2 separate regions of the Mus musculus genome follow, and region 1 is linked to region 2. A link is a contact called in public promoter capture Hi-C data. All regions are on one chromosome and are shown on one strand. Each heading gives the region's core, a stretch centred on a gene start, on an enhancer-like site or on the middle of the called end of the contact. The rest is flanking DNA. Distances are from core to core; before and after follow the strand shown.

Region 1 (3,531 bases), core at 402-2,901, 380 kb after region 2:
GCAGGGAACTTTGGGTCTTAGGCCATCAGAATATAGATAGGAAGGAGGTGGCAGGTTGAAGGTACATATAGTCCTTTAGCCTGACTCCTTGGACTTCGTGTTCCTGGGAGAGTGTGGCTAGAGGGTTGGGAAGAGGGTTGGAAGACCAAGTTTATGAAGGCATTGCCTGCCTGCCTCCTGGTCTTGCAGTCTCTCTCTTTTGTGTGCGTCTGCCTCAACAAATGACCTTTATATTATATGTAACATTATTTTATATGCAATAAACAAATAATAAACGAGTCAATTAATTTATTTAGTTATTTAATTACATCTCTTTGTGTCTTAGGGATAGTGTCTCACTCTGTAGCCCTGGTTGAATTTGCTCTGTTCACCAGAGGCTAGTCACTGAGAGCCACCTGCCTCTGCCTCCTATGTGCTGAGTGGCGATTGAGCAGGGAATTTTGGGCCTTAGATTACTAGAATACATCCTGAGATTAAAGGTGTACATCACCATACCAAGCATAATTGTTTTCTTAAGGCTTGACCAGCAGTAGCTTTCTTTCATGTCTGATGAAAATTCTTAGATGTCAGCCTCGATCCCCATCTAAGTCTTTTAGCCATTTTATCTCTGCATTTTGTACAGGGGATTTGCTTGAAGTTCATATAATTAATGATCTCCCATCTTGCAATAGATTCAAAATCTGCATCTTGACCCAGGTTATCCTTCTGGATCCGGACCTTTGAGAACTACCAATTCAGCTGGACCCATGGGGTCCTTATGTCTTTTCCCTTTGATTTCTTCCTTTGGCATTAGGAAGAGACTGACAAGCCAGAGAACACCCCACCATTCTTCCCATCTGATTAGTAATTGATTGCCATTGACTATAATTCCCAAGTGTTTCTATATGCACACTCTCTTTTCCCAATCTCTGCTCAGGCATCACTGGCTCAGGTCTGGAATAGCGGTTACTTAAAGTGGCTGAACAGCTCAGAACTCACTGCTATAAGTTGTTTCCACACGATGGCAAAGCATCCCTTAACATGCAAACATGACCGTGCAGTCGCCTGGTTATAATCCTTCACAGACCCCTTCATGATATTCATGCCCTAAATCTACCATTGGTTGCCTCTTGGCCTATGCTCACTGTAGCTTTGTCTTAGGTTGCTTTCTGTTGCTGTGGTCAACATCACAGCCACTTAGGGAGGGAAGGGTCTATTTGGCTTGTACGTCTCAGGTCCACCACTGAGGGGAATCAGGTAAGGAATATGGAGACAGGAACTGAGGCAGAGGCCAAGGAGGGATGCTGCTTACTGGCTTGCTCATCCAGCTTTGTTACTTCTCAGGCCTCCTGCTCAGAGGTGGCACTGCCCACACTTGTCTAGGCTTTCCCACATCAATAATTAACCAAGAAAATGCACCACAAACTTGCCTGCAGGCTAGTTTGCTGGCGGCATTTTCCCGGTTGAGGTTCCCTCTTTCCAGATGACCTTAGCTTATATCAAGTTTACACAGAAGTTAATCGGCACAACCCTTGAGGTAAAATACACACAATATTTGGTGGTGTTTCCTGATGTGTGCTTTTTTGTTCCCCCTGAAGGTCTTTCCTCCCTCTGCTGCCTGGCACCTGTCTCCAATTCCTTTAGCCTTAGCACACTCATTAGAGCTGACAGGGTGGTCTGACTGCCCTGGACCTGTTGGGGCCTCAGGGTTTATCTAACACCACATTCATATCCATACCAGACCATGGAAGAACGTTTGAGTTGTGGTTTTAACCACAGCACTTCTAGCTAGACTGCAAACCCCACCAGGACCGGGAAATGAGCACTCATTCCCTTACCCTCAGCATCCAATAGGAGACCTGGCAACCTGCAGGTGTCCAGTCCCATTGTGGGTGAAGTGCTGGGGCTGATGTGACTGGGCATCGTGATGGCTGTCCACACCTGTACCTTGTAGCATTTCCTGTGTGTGAGGAAGAGACAAATGTTTCCAGTGAAAAACAACTGATGCAGAGTGCAGAGAGAAGGGAAAAAAAGATCTCTGTCTTGGCATTTAAACAATACTGTCAGCATCATGCAGTTCAAATCAAGGATCTCTTTATAAAAAATTATATACATTTTTATTTTTCTTTGTTTTGTCTGATAAAATTTAGGAGATGGATGGCACTGGAGCCCAAGAAAAGACACTCGCTGTGCTAGCTAAAGGACTTAAGTTCAACCCTCAGAACCCATGGAGAAGTGAGAGCCAACTCCTAAAAGTGGTCCTCTGATTTCTGCAAGCATGCCCGTGCACATGCATGCACGCACATCCACTTGTGTGCACACACACATAATTTCGTATACTCAGAAATCCCATTGGGGCCATCTGTGGCTGTCGACCCCATAGAAGTCGGCAGACATGGGCCCTGTTTCAGAACAGTTTGCTCTGGTTCTCACACTGTGCCCCTGGGCATTCATTTAAAATGACTCCCTACATTTGCTCTCCAGCCCTATGTCAACTGTGGCAGGCAGTGCATGCCTACAATCCTAGAATGCAGAGGCAGGAGAATCAGGAGTTCAAGGTCACTGTTAGCTATGCAGTCCACGGGTTATATAGATCTGTTTAATACACACAAAAAACTTTTTTTTTTTTTATTAGCAAAGAGTGGGAGAGTTGAAGAAGGTGTTCTGGGAGAATAAATCTGGCAGGGGACAGAATGAGCTCCTCTGGAAGAGAAGAAATTGTGGAGATTCTGCTGTAAGAGCCAAGGGGATGGGTAAAAGGGAGCAAGTAGATAAAGCAGGTGGGATTGGGAGCATAAAGGGTTAACAGTGAAGCTCTGATTCGGATGGGATGTGATTCAGTGAGATGAGGCTGGACTCATGCTCAGTGGTTGAGAGCACTGGCTGCTCTTCCAGAGGGCTGATTCCGTTCCCAGCATCCACATGGCTGATCACCACCATCTGTAACTCCAGTTTCTGGAGATCTGACTTATTCTTCTGGCCTCTATGGGCACTGCACCCATCTGGTGCGGAGTCGTGAGTGCCAGCAAAAAACCACCCGGACACGTTAAATAAGAATAATCAATGATGGCACAAAACTAGCCATTGGGGAATCATCAAAGGAGAAAAGCCGGAGGGAGAATTAACTGAGAGCAAACGGGGAGCTCGGGTGTAAGCGAGTTAACTACAGGGAACCTGCTGGCCACTCAGGTGTGGCCATGCTTTGCAAATAAATGCCCCCCAAGTTCACACAATTGGGGTCTTGGCTTCCAGCTGATTCAGGTCTTTGGGTAGAGACTAGATCCTAAGGGCTCTGACCTATCAATGTGTTTATCCCTTGATAGACTCGCAGTATGATAGAAATGTTGGAAAATGGTGAAATGCAAGAAGTAGGACCCGGTTGGGGGGAGCTCTGGATGTCCTGACCTGGCCCTGTCCACACCTCTGATTCCTATCCTCTGTCAGATGAGTTTCTTTGCTTTCCCATAGGCTACTCCTGAGGGGGTCAAGCGTATGCCCCAGGCCAACAACTTACCTTGGACTGACACTCTGAAGCTGTGAGTTCGAACAAGT
Region 2 (3,726 bases), core at 1,213-3,712:
GGTGCACACTTGTCCTCTCTGCCTTTGGAAGGTGGAGGCAGGAGGATCAAGAGCTTAAGGTCAGCCTCTGATACACAGGGAATTTGAGGCAGAACATACTGTGCTACATGAGATGCTGGAGAAAATAAAATAAAATAAAATAAAATAAAGTAAAATAAAATAAATAGAAGGTAGTTACAGGAAGGGCAAAATAGAGAGCCAGAATGCCTTTGGCTTTCTGCCAGCCAACCGTGTGCTATGACTGTCTGGTAGAATCCATGTTGGGATGGCCTATTTTATACAGAAGGCGCTTTCCTTTTTTTAACTTGGAGTGAAATGTAAGAAAAACAAACAAACCAAACCAAAGGACGCAGACTATTCTTCAGGAATGTGCGGAGAAAAAAACCCATCACTTTCTAAAGCAGTGGTTCTCAACCCTATGTCTCTGGGTTGAACGACCTTCTCACAGGGGTCACGTATCAGATATCCTGCATATCAGATATCCTGCATATCAGATATCCTGCATATCAGATATCCTGCATATCAGATATCCTGCATATCAGATATTTACAATTCATAACAGTAGTGAAATTACAGTTATGAAGTAGCAATGAAATAGTTTTATGTTTTGGGGTTACCACAACAGGAGGAACTGTATTAAAGGGTCGTAGCATCAGGAAGGCTGAGAACCACTGATAAAGAAACAGTCAGAGAAATCCCTCTGGTCTGCCATGGTTTCCAACCCCAACGCTTTGCTGAGTTTCACTTCACCCAGGTGGCACATACTTAACATCCATTTTGTCTCTAGAGTCAGGGAAACAAAGACCGCCTCTTGTCTCTGAGGCAGTCTCCTTTCCCAGTTTCTTTTCTGAAGACCAGCATCATGGTGAATGAGAGCAATGGTTTTTGTTTGTTTTTCCAGACAGGGTTTTTCTGTATAGCCCTGGGTGTCCTGGAACTCACTCTGTAGACCAGGGTAGCCTTGAACTCAGAGATTTGCCTGCCCCTGCCTCCCAAGCTCTGTGATTAAGGGAGTGTACCACCATAGTCCCCTCCCTTGGCTTTTTCTATTTATTCTTTTATCTTCTGTCATTTTGTTTCTGAATTCCGACTTGTGCATTTTATCTTAATTCCCCTCCCTCCACAGGCAATCATCACAAACCTCTTCAAGTGTAGTTTCTGCTTCTCTGTGTTTTAGTAGAAGGTTGTTACATCCATCCATACACACTTGTAATATAACACACATATAATATATATTTGAAACAGGGTCTTACCAAGTAACCCTGACTGTTCTGGAACTTGCTATGTAGACCGGGCAGGCCTCCACTTCACAGAGATTCACCTGCCTCTGTCTCCTGAGTGATGGGATTAAAGGCATGGGCCACCACTCCCAATCTTAGTTATATTATATTTAAATCTATGGCCTTTCCCACAACAGCCTCAGGACTTGGAGCCCTAAATACTCTTAAGGGTATGTTTGACATGCGCTGCGCACATTTTAACAACACACTCTGCCAGAGAAAGGGATACCACGAAGAAAAGCATAGCAGATTGTCTCTAATGCCTCAGTTTCAGAAAGTGTGCCCCACACATTGAGAATGCCAATGCCTCCCCACTAGGGTACACTTGCAGGCACAGGGCATGTAACATACATTGTACCTCACTAGCTTAAGTGGTGGCAGTTCAGATATCTCACGGGTCTCAGGAATTTTGTATTCACAGATCTGCCAGTTTTTTGTTTGTTTGTTTGTTTTTTCGAGACAGGGTTTCAGAAATCTGCCTGCCTCTGCCTCCCAAGCGCTGGGATTAAAGGCGTGTGCCACCACGCTCGGCTCAGATCTGCCAGTCTTGAATAGGTGTCCCCTGAACTCAGAACGGCCTTTCTGGTATCAGTAAGGTCCCAGCTCAAATATCACTGCCTCAGAGACACCTTCTCAGTCTTGCAGCAATCCTGACAATTCTTTCTCCCAAAGCTTTGCTCCCCTATTTTTATGTAGCACTTTTCATAATTCAAAGTGGCCCATTATTACCTATGTATTGTTTGCCTTCTCTTTGCAGTGGAAGTTGATACTGTCCTGCTCTATCATTAGACACCTAGCACAGTCCAAGCATATGGCAGGCTGTCAGTTGTCAAATATATGAAGTAATGAATAAATAGTATCGTGATGTCCATGTGTTTACATTTCTATAGTTAGAAAAGTGATAAGCCAAAGGGAAGACAGCCAAGGCCCTGGAAGGCCGAAGTTGCAGAATGAAATCCTGCCTCAAGAAACCAATTTAAAAAAATAAAAAATAGGGCAGATACCCAAAGGGCAGCAAGAAGGGATCGTCTCAGTTCCTTAGGCACACAGGCTTCCAGCCATTGCTGTTCTTCCAAGTCCCTCCTGTGTGGGGCGCTGCCACGCCAGACCCGCCAGCAGGAGGCGTTCAGAACCTACACTCTAGGAAAGTAATCGCCTACATTTCCCAGCACGCCTTGCGCCTCGGCCCCACTTCCGGAGCCCACGAGCAAGATGGCGGCGGACGAGGAACCCGATTCCCCCTCTGGAGCCCTTCAGACAGCTGCGGAAGAGGAGGAAACGAAAACATTTAAAGACCTGGTGAGAATGGGTGATGCTGGTATTTATTTTGTGATGTTGGCGTTTAGGCTCACCCAGGGTTTGGGTACTTCATATCCCAGCCGGTGGTGTGTAAAAACACCTTGGGGCCTAGCTCATGCTATCTTCAGGCTGTCAGAAACTCGGGGTCTCTTCACGCTCCCTCGGGTGCATTTGCCTTGTAGGATGCCGCTGGGTCGTGAGAGCCCCCGTTTGTTTTTCTCCCCAGTTACTGTAGAGCCTTATGTTATCTAGGGTCACGCGTGACCTCCTTACAAGAGGCAAGTTGTTATGGTGTGCGCCTCACTTTATACACGTGAGGCACTTGGTAGAATAATAGCTAGCCACTGGTCGGAACTGATTTGACGGGTTAAATGAGATAATACATGCAAAGAGTTGACAGCAGCCCCTGGTGAAGAGAAATTGTCTCAAGGCGCTGTCCCATAGTGTTCATATAAAGCAGGGTCTGAGATGTACAGTTATGTAAAGTGCAAAGGGCTACGTATCACCAGGAGGATGGCTCTGATAAAGGTGAGGATGTATTCTTTGCTAAAGTATGGTTTTCTGAATTCAAAGGGTGTTACGGATGTATTGTGTGAAGCTTGTGACCAGTTGGGATGGGCAAAGCCCACCAAGATCCAGATCGAAGCTATTCCTTTGGCCTTGCAAGGTAGGTTGGAATTAAATATGCAGGCTAGTACAGAGCCAGTGTGGCATTATATTCAGTTTTTGTGTTGCTTCTAAGAGCTATTGCTGTCAAATTCCAAGTGAAATAAAGATATAATCTCTCCCTGGGTATGGCAGGACTACTTGAGTTCTTAACACCGAGGAGGCAGAGACCTTGCTTCAAATAAATATAAAGCCAGGTGTGATCACGGTGGCACAAGCCTGTACCATTTGGGAGGTAGACACTGACGTTAATGAATGGTGGGACGACAGTTTTAAACCCCTAGAGCACTCTACTGTCTGAATTTGCATGGCAGATCCTGACTGTTAGCTCTAAGAGATGAGAATTAAGAATCCATACAATGGACCATCAAGAGACCCATAATTAGCCTCCAAACGATGACACCATTGCATACACTAGCAAGCGTTTGGTGCAAGGACCGTGATATAGCCGTCTCTTGTGAGACTATGCCGGGGCCTAGCA

The links. Promoter capture Hi-C pulls out the DNA fragments that hold promoters and counts their contacts.
Region 1: a promoter capture Hi-C map of the HPC-7 cell line shows a contact between it and region 2. The contact joins the enhancer-like site here to the promoter of Ddx47 in region 2. A contact is called at or near these places in 19 of 39 promoter capture datasets (the 3T3-L1 cell line, 3T3-L1-derived adipocytes, the C10 cell line and 11 more), 1 of 15 datasets of contacts at CTCF or cohesin (pro-B cells), 18 of 484 Hi-C or Micro-C datasets (the 3T3-L1 cell line, B cells, the C2C12 cell line and 11 more), 3 of 115 datasets of contacts at active chromatin or transcription factors (bone marrow-derived macrophages, embryonic stem cells and pancreatic cancer cells) and 3 of 9 other capture datasets (adipose tissue, liver and macrophages).

The regions. Positions count from the first base shown.
Region 1 is chr6:135,388,945-135,392,475 of GRCm38.p6, forward strand. No RefSeq gene overlaps it. Among named protein-coding and RNA genes, the nearest start is that of Emp1, 28 kb to the left of the region's middle. Within about 2 kb of position 1,652, at least 7 of the 459 cell types and tissues checked have an H3K27ac peak or open chromatin away from gene starts, as enhancers often do. A contact at or near this core is called in the HPC-7 cell line, where this site is marked.
Region 2 is chr6:135,009,150-135,012,875 of GRCm38.p6, forward strand. It overlaps Ddx47 (DEAD box helicase 47), which reads left to right and starts at 2,463. Exons shown (of 12, transcript NM_026360.3): 1 at 2,463-2,579; 2 at 3,153-3,246. The coding sequence starts at 2,493.